Regions from separate parts of the Triticum aestivum genome. Here region 1 is linked to region 2. The links are chromatin contacts, called in public Hi-C maps. All regions are on one chromosome and are shown on one strand. The core of a region is the stretch at or near the end of the contact, and the rest is flanking DNA. Distances in the headings are between cores, read along the strand shown. Region 1 holds the start of LOC123105942 (MADS-box transcription factor 50). Region 2 has its middle 42 kb from the start of LOC123105941.

What was found. A called contact is a pair of places that touch in the nucleus more often than the background predicts.
Region 1: a contact with region 2 is called in a Hi-C map of an unstated tissue, with 7 times the contacts expected there. The contact joins the promoter of LOC123105942 here to the enhancer-like site in region 2. A contact is called at or near these places in 3 of 5 Hi-C or Micro-C datasets (leaf and an unstated tissue).

What each region holds. Positions count from the first base shown.
Region 1 is chr5A:680,728,132-680,731,916 of IWGSC CS RefSeq v2.1, forward strand. LOC123105942 (MADS-box transcription factor 50) reads left to right here and starts at 1,280. Exons shown (of 8, transcript XM_044528127.1): 1 at 1,280-1,553; 2 at 1,717-1,993. The coding sequence starts at 1,812.
Region 2 is chr5A:680,467,726-680,471,809 of IWGSC CS RefSeq v2.1, forward strand. No RefSeq gene overlaps it. Among protein-coding and RNA genes, the nearest start is that of LOC123105941, 42 kb to the left of the region's middle. Within about 2 kb of position 2,171, at least 3 of the 8 cell types and tissues checked have an H3K27ac peak or open chromatin away from gene starts, as enhancers often do. A contact at or near this core is called in leaf, where this site is marked.

The sequences.
Region 1 (3,785 bases), core at 30-2,529, 260 kb after region 2:
CAAGATGATGTGCTGAGTCAGTCTCTCGAAGGTGCTCACAGGGGTAGGATATGTGTGTGTGTGTGTTCATAAGGGCGAGTGTATAAGCGTATGCGTTCATACTGTGTTTAAAAGAAATGCTGGTCATTCTACTTTTGTCTTCCCCTCTGCCCCTCCCCATGCCCCCCTTCATGTCATGCATCAACTCAATCAAATTAAATCTAGTCTAATCAAAACCTCAGCTAAAAAAAACATGTCTTTCTGTATCCATACCCAAATCAAATCAAATCTTACCAAACCTCACATAAATCAAAACTTTTATTGTCTTTCCCTACCCATACTCCAATCAAATTTTATCAAAATCTACAAGATGGTGGGCGTAAGATTTATGTCAGCCTCGATTGGCATTGACCCAATAGAATATGCAATGTCCCGTCGCAACGCATGTGCAATTAGTTTGTAATGTATTAATATGAGTCATCTAAAATAATAAATGATGTCATCTAAGATAGTACTGTACTAACTTATGATACTATGCACTATGAAAATAATATGATGCTAGGAGGACGGAAACTTGGTGCTCTCGGGTTCTAGCGCATCCTATATGCGCCAAAAAATTTAATAATTCAAAAAAGGTTCAAAAAATTATAAATCTTTTTTGGAATCAAACATGATTACGTATTACTCGTATAAAAAGTTTGGATAAGAAATGATTCATTTTGACTTCAGCACAAAAAAGAAAAGTTTATGACGACAATATAGCCTGCACCGGTACCCAGGTTCTTCTTTGTATTTTCCCATGTTAGGATTACTAACTTACGATACTACCCACTTGGCGCATCGCAGGCGAGGTCATTGGGGGCGGATCAGATCCTAGGTCCAGATCATAGGACCACAACGTACAATTACGCCTTAAACATCGTCATAGATCGTGTGATGTGCACCCCTAATTAAGCAAATGTTCTTTTCGGGTGGATTCTTAAAATGAAACTGTACGAACCGTAACCCTAATCCCAGGTACATTGAATGGCTGTCGAATTTGTAGTCCGCCCTGCAGGGAATTGATTCACCACCCACCGCAGCGCCCAAATACTCCTACAATAGTGCGTGCACCAGGCCAGGGTGGTTCACCGCAAAAACAATAAGCGCCCGCCTGACCGCCTTTATTTTCCCGTCCAGGAAAGGGTCAGCCAATGGACGCCGGGCCGGGGATAAATCCTCTTTTTCCCCCAACGGAAATTTTTGCCGTTTGTTGCCCAGCCCAGGATCTCCATAAAACGGCAGCTCCTCCACCGACCCGAGCGCCCCGCCCCACCCCACTAGGCCACTATCAGCACACAAAATTTCCTTTCCTTTTTCCTCTTGTTGCCTTGCCCCGGTGCCTCCCCACCGGCCACTGGTGAGTGGTGACGGCGTCGCGGCAACGCCGTCAGCCAGCCAGGGACCGAAAAGGAAAGCCAAAGTGGAGGAGGAGGGGAAGGAGGGCGAGGTCGGGTGGGTGGGCGAGGAGGGAGCAGCAGCCAGCTACGGCCGAACCCTACACCGCAGCGACCTCACCGCGCTTGCCATTTTTGGTCAGTCTCCCCTTGCCGTCCTGGCCAGATCCCCTTCCTCCTCGCGTGGGTGGGCTGGGGTTTTCCACTTTTCGCCCTCTCCTCGCCGCCCCAATTGGGATAACAGTACCCACCTTTTAATTTAATCATCTCCCCCTCTCCTCCTCTTGTGTTCGTTCCGCAGGCCGGCTGATCGGAGGAGGGAGATTTTTCTGGTTTGGTTGGGTTTTCGATCGGATTTGTGGTGGGAGGAGAGGAGAGAAGAGAAGAGGAGCGAAAATGGTGCGGGGGAAGACGCAGATGAAGCGGATAGAGAACCCGACGAGCCGGCAGGTGACCTTCTCCAAGCGCCGCGGCGGCCTGCTGAAGAAGGCCTTCGAGCTCTCCGTCCTCTGCGACGCCGAGGTCGCCCTCGTCGTCTTCTCCCCCCGCGGCAGGCTCTACGAATTCGCCAGCTCCAGGTAACCCGCTCCCGCTCCCCCTCCCGATTACGCGACTAGTTAATTCGCCTTGTCTTTGTTTACTATAATTGCTGCTTGTTTCCTGGTTGGGGCCGGAATGCGCGTGGGAATCCCACTAGTTTACTCTCTCGCTGCGAGAAATCCGACGGATCTTCGCGTGCCCCCCTGCGCCAACTCCTGTAGCGGCGCAGGCGCACGCAGCTCGCCGGCCACTGCCCAATGGGGGGCGGAAGCCCCTCTGCTCCAGTAGTCTCCTCCGCCCGTGATGCGCCGTTCCCATCCATCCACTTGGCCCATGGCTCCAAGTTTCCCCACTCCTCCTGCATATCGCTGCGAGAATCTTGCCTCGGTTGCAGCGAGCGCGATTTTTATAAACTGATAAATTCCTGTTCCGTACGTCCTGCTATCGCTGCGAATTGGGCTAAACTTTAAAGTGCCTTCAGGATGGAAGGACGATTAGCACATGTAGCCCACTCAATGCCCTATTGCCTATTGGCCTAATTTTTTATCAATATGGACGTACTAACCAATAGAAGAATTTGGGATGAAAGGGAGTAGTACTACTATGGGCCAGGCTAGAATTACCGGACGCTATACATGCTTTGTCTAGACATCGGTTTTGGGGCCAACCTTAAGACTGTTTCTGTTGCTGCTAGAGCTAATTTTCTGTTCAGAAACGAAACCGGTGCATGCGATATGGTGTACTTGAACTGTATGGCGAGTACTTTTTTCTACTCATGGTCAGTTACTCAGTTTGCTGTGGAACTGGCGCACCAGCATTTATTTTTCCGTTGTTCACTCTAGTTTAAACAGTTTACAACATGGAGCAGAAGTTAAACAGAACATTTGCCCCCAAAATAAAACTAAAAATGAAACTCGACATCAACCAGTTACCCAGTGGCGCACGGCCGCCCAGCCTGCCACCTACGTTTTAGCCCTAGGCTCTGCAGTGCGTGTGTCTGGTGGTTTCCTTTTAATAAATTGACTGGTTTTGTTTTAAAAATTAAACAAAACAAAAATCAGCCTTTAATTTACTAAGAATTGGAGTTGTGAGCAGATTCAGTTTTTTTCCTCCCCCAAACGTGTCATTTTGTATTAAAGTAGAAGAACACTGCAAAAAATGGCACAACAGCTTAAAGGGACTGAAAATGTTGTTTGGATTTTGGTGCAACAAATACAAATTAATTAAAGTTTTGGGGCAGTGAACTTGTCGTGAATATGTGCTTTCTTTGCGAGAAAAATGTGCTTCTTTGACATATAAGGTGTTAGTGTCGTATGCAGGAAACAATAGCTTCCTGTCATAAGCCGAGTCAAGACTAAACTTGCCAGGCTTCCACAATATGGTTTCTAATTAAATTATGCAGCTTTCTTAGATAAATTAACTCATAATTTTTTTATTAGCAGATATTTTATGGTTTTGTCCGTAGGTAACAGCCATACCAAAATCAAGGCAAACAATCACTATGATTGTAGGGCGTCCAGTATTATTCAGATAAGGCAGATCATGGTCGTAGGGTGACAACTGAAAACTAAATTAGTCATGGGGCAGATTTTGCAGTCCCCAGCCGTAGGTCACAAAAGAACCAATTATGGGCTAATCTAGATAGTAGATTTATTCTTTTCATTTGAAGCACAATACATGTTCTGAATTTTGTAAGTGTAGAAATATACAAATTTTCTGCCGGTGCTGATTGCATGCAATAACAAAAAAAACTTTTGCTTTTGCGCATTGGAAATAGAGAGGTTGTTCCTTAAACTGGATCATGTTAGGAAATATGCTACTTGTATTTCC
Region 2 (4,084 bases), core at 921-3,420:
ACTGATCAAAGCTCTTATGAGGGTTAGTGCAACTCCAACAGGAGTAACCAATGCATACATCCTCAAGCATGCGGAGACATGTACACAGACCGCAGAGTAGGTGAGGTTCAAAATTGAGTTGCCGTGTTCGCAACGTGTCTGCACTCCCCAAACATTCCCTAAGTTTGACGGCCGCTTGTCCGATTTCAGACTTCCAAACCAGACCACGAACATGATGACTCCAGTTGAATGGTAAAAAGTGTCAAGGACTCTCATTGAAGTTGCCCTTACCCTGGAGTAGACACGACCTGAACATCAACAAAGCAAGTTGTAAGGGCATCTCCAACGCCGACCCTCAAACCATCCTGACCACGCGGTCCGGATGTGTTTTGACATCCAACGCGGGCCTGTATCGGTTCGGACATCATTTTTCTTGCAAACCGAAAACAAACGATGGGGGACCGCGGGGGGGGGGGGGGGGGGGGGGGGGAGGGGGGCTTTGCAGGCGTCCGAACCGTTGCCACACCCGCTTCTGACTGTTCTGGCCCACCCAAAACACCCTCCCTCGCCCGTGCCCCTTTCCGCCCGAAGTGGTCAGCGCCGCTCCAGAGCACTAGTGCCGCATTCATGCTGGCTCAGAGCGATGCGGCCTCTCTGAGCCAACATTGAAGCGGCGTGCCAACCAAGAGTGCCACCCGTGTCGTTTCCCGGTGCAGACAACTCCTCCGTGCTCAAACACAACCCATCATTCCACCTCCCTACATTAGACATGCGCGATTGCCGAGGAACCTACTCATGTGCCACTCGTCTGTCTATCTGTCGCCCACCATTAACCACCCCGCCATCCGTCGACTATTTAAACTCCAGCCCCGGCCATAGCCGCATTCATCCTCCTCCGCTCACTTTCTCCTCTCCACACCACCCCCGCCATAGCCTCCTCGAGCTCCAAAGCCATTTGGGACAGCCTCTCGTCCGAGCAGAAGATGAAGATGGATGCCATTGCTGCCGACAGGTAGACGGAGGTCGGTGTTGCATACGTTCCAATGGAGAACATGGCCGACGACGAGTCGGCACCACCCTCCTATCTAGTCCATGCCGACATCACCATGCGCCAGGCCCATGCTCACTACAACGAAATGTTGTGGGCCGAGCGGCAGGCCTTTTGCTCCGGCAGGCACTGGTCGACCAAGAGTACAACCTCCGTCTCCTCGACGAGCACCAGTGCGCAGAGGAGTAGCTCGCCGCCGGCACGGCGATCACGCCGGACATGACGTTGCCGAGAAGGATGGGTTGGACGACTCCTATCGCACCGCCCGCGACATCCGCCGCGGCTGTTGCAGTACCGCCAGCATCAGGCGGAGCTAGAAGCCGTCTTCAAGGAGATTGACGAGGCGGCGGGCGAAGTCTACCGCAAGAGCGAGGACGAGGACAACGTTGCCAGCTCCACCACGACCACAAAACTGGCAGGTCCAAGGGCACCACTGGCAGCGGGGAAGATTAGAGCATGGGAGGTTGTCGGCGCTCGGGTCCCAGGAAGGCCACTGCTCTTTCGGTCCCGCTGAAGCCAAGCTTGGCGGGCTCATCATCGTCGGTCGATTAGCTGCTGGCGGGCTGCGAAGGCGGATGCGGAGATTCATTTTCCCGGGCTCATGGCCGTCCGGAGATGGGGAACGGGCATTGGCGGTCATTTTAGGCTAGGTTAGAGTCCGGTCTAATTCAAATATGTCGAAAACCATCCTGCTTTATATAAAAATTATCCAAGTATATGTGAATATCATCTGGGTTGTTTAATTGTGCATGTGTTGTATCCTTGTTCTTATTCCAACTTCTTCTATCAACAAAAGATACACAAACTTTACATATCCATAAAAAAATTATACTTATTAATTTTATTAAATTTTGGTAAAAATATAAACCAACATATGCGGATAGCTTTGGAATGCTACTTTCCGCATCGGTGTCTGGCCCATAGAGGGATGCCGTGTCCGGTTTACGGATTGGCGTTGGAGATGCCGTAGATAAACCAGAGTATCACCTCAGGTGTTTCTCCCTGGCGATGGTGCCGTAGGTGCGGACCAGCAGCGTCCGCTTCGTCAAACTTCGAAAGAGCTTCAGCTAGTTGGCCGTGTGGTGTGGGTGTGCAATGATGATAATCGTCGACGGCATCATGAAAAAGACGTGACCTACCTCCGGTGGTGGGCACGCACGCATCGCGTTCGCGCCACAGTTGCCTATAGGCTATAGCCAGCCATGCGAGTAGGGGGGTCCCGGTGGGGAGTGGGGTGGTGTGGCCCTTTCCCTATTTGTATCGGCTTCGTTTTGTTAACCAAACACGCCTTAATTCCGAAAATAAAAATAGCAGACAGGTGAAAAACAACTGTGCGTCCTCATAACCTCAAGCTCATGTAGATGCTTGCAGCATTTGTTGTTTTATTTCAGCATTGGTCTCTTTATAACAATGAGCCCCCTCTTCAATTTCCATTAAGAATACGACCTTTGATTTTTTTTTTCCGACAAAGGGTGAATTTTATTCATTCAAAATGAAGTATCAGTGGATACAAACACCATGACCACACATTCGACCTTTGCATAGTTAAAATGCACACAGTCAACACCAACACACATAAAAAAATAAACACACCGACAAATAACAAAGTCACACAAGACCAAAGCTATGTCTAAGCGATGAAAAAAATAATTCCTCAAGGGAACAAAATAACGATTAAAAAACTACATTTGCGACTATTTGGGCACCAACAATTTCTTGACATGTAAGGACAGGGAAGTTCTTCAACAACAACTTCTTCAGAAAGAGAACGGTGCTCAAGCGCCGCCGTCATTGGATCCAACCACCAAAGGTCATATTCTAAGTTTTCACTTCGAAGAACAAGGCCGAGCATATCCGAGCAATACCTTCAACAAGGTAATGACACAAAAAAATCGTCATTGACAGGTATAACTAAATCAGGTCAGGCCTAGGGGTTTTATCATTGAGTTCGAGACCGGATACTCAAGAAGCACCACCAATTCAAAGTGAATCATGTGTTGTCGCTACCATTTTTTCGCTATCCAACAGCTACATGCGATGCACTAGAAAGCTCATCGCCGCCGCTCCATAACCATACCCTCTACTTCAAGCAGTTGTTCATAAGTTGCACCTCACCACCACAAAGGAGCCTTCCGGGTGCATCCTGCAATGTAGATAGTACAAGCCACCGACGGCAACCACCGGATCTAGAGAGAGAGAGAGAGACAGAAGCTCTCACAAGATCTTTTGATGGCCACCACAATCCATAGATAGGGCGCCGCCCCGGGCCGACCGGAGTGGCCACCACACGGACCAACACCGACTATGGAGCAGACCTCCACTCACTGCCACCTTACAGGTCGAGCGCATGGTGGCAAATGAATGCCAACGTCCCACCGCGACCCTCGATGAGGACTAGTAGTTGGGGCGCACCCGTGGCGCGCCGCTTGAGGGGCATCTGGGCGGTGCTAGATAGATGAACGTCCTTTTTAGTTTCCTTTTTGGATCAGGATAGCAGCGCATGTACATGCAATTCTTGATGGAACTTATTATATTGGAACATCACCTGAGGAAGAAACTGAAATGCCACACCCACAACGATATAGCATCGCCAGGAGCATGTTGTTGTTTGGCAACATAAGATTCATTAATAGAAATTGCACGCATGTCGGCCCCGGCAGTGGTGGTAGGTCCTTGATGCCTCCCTCTAACCGTGCGGCTGACAAAGCTCCGGCAGTAGCTCGTCGTCGCGGACGGCGACGACCCTCCGGGACACGGTGTTGATGGAGGCACGAGGGAGATTTTGAGCTTGGTCTAGAGGCCCCTGATGGCAGCCCTAGTTCTCTCGATGGCAAACTGCTCCAAACCATTGGCGTCCTGGTTCCTCAGCTTCTCAGCTTCCTTGCCTGCAAATGAGTTCCACTTCATATCTTTGGCATGACTGGTTCTGAGCTTCTAATGATTATATGAATTGTGAGAGAAGCGAGTGTGCTCGATCAAACATACACTGACTTCCGGCTCACCTTTTGGCTCTGAAAGAGCTGGACTGGCTCCGACGAAGCTTTACAGACGCCGACT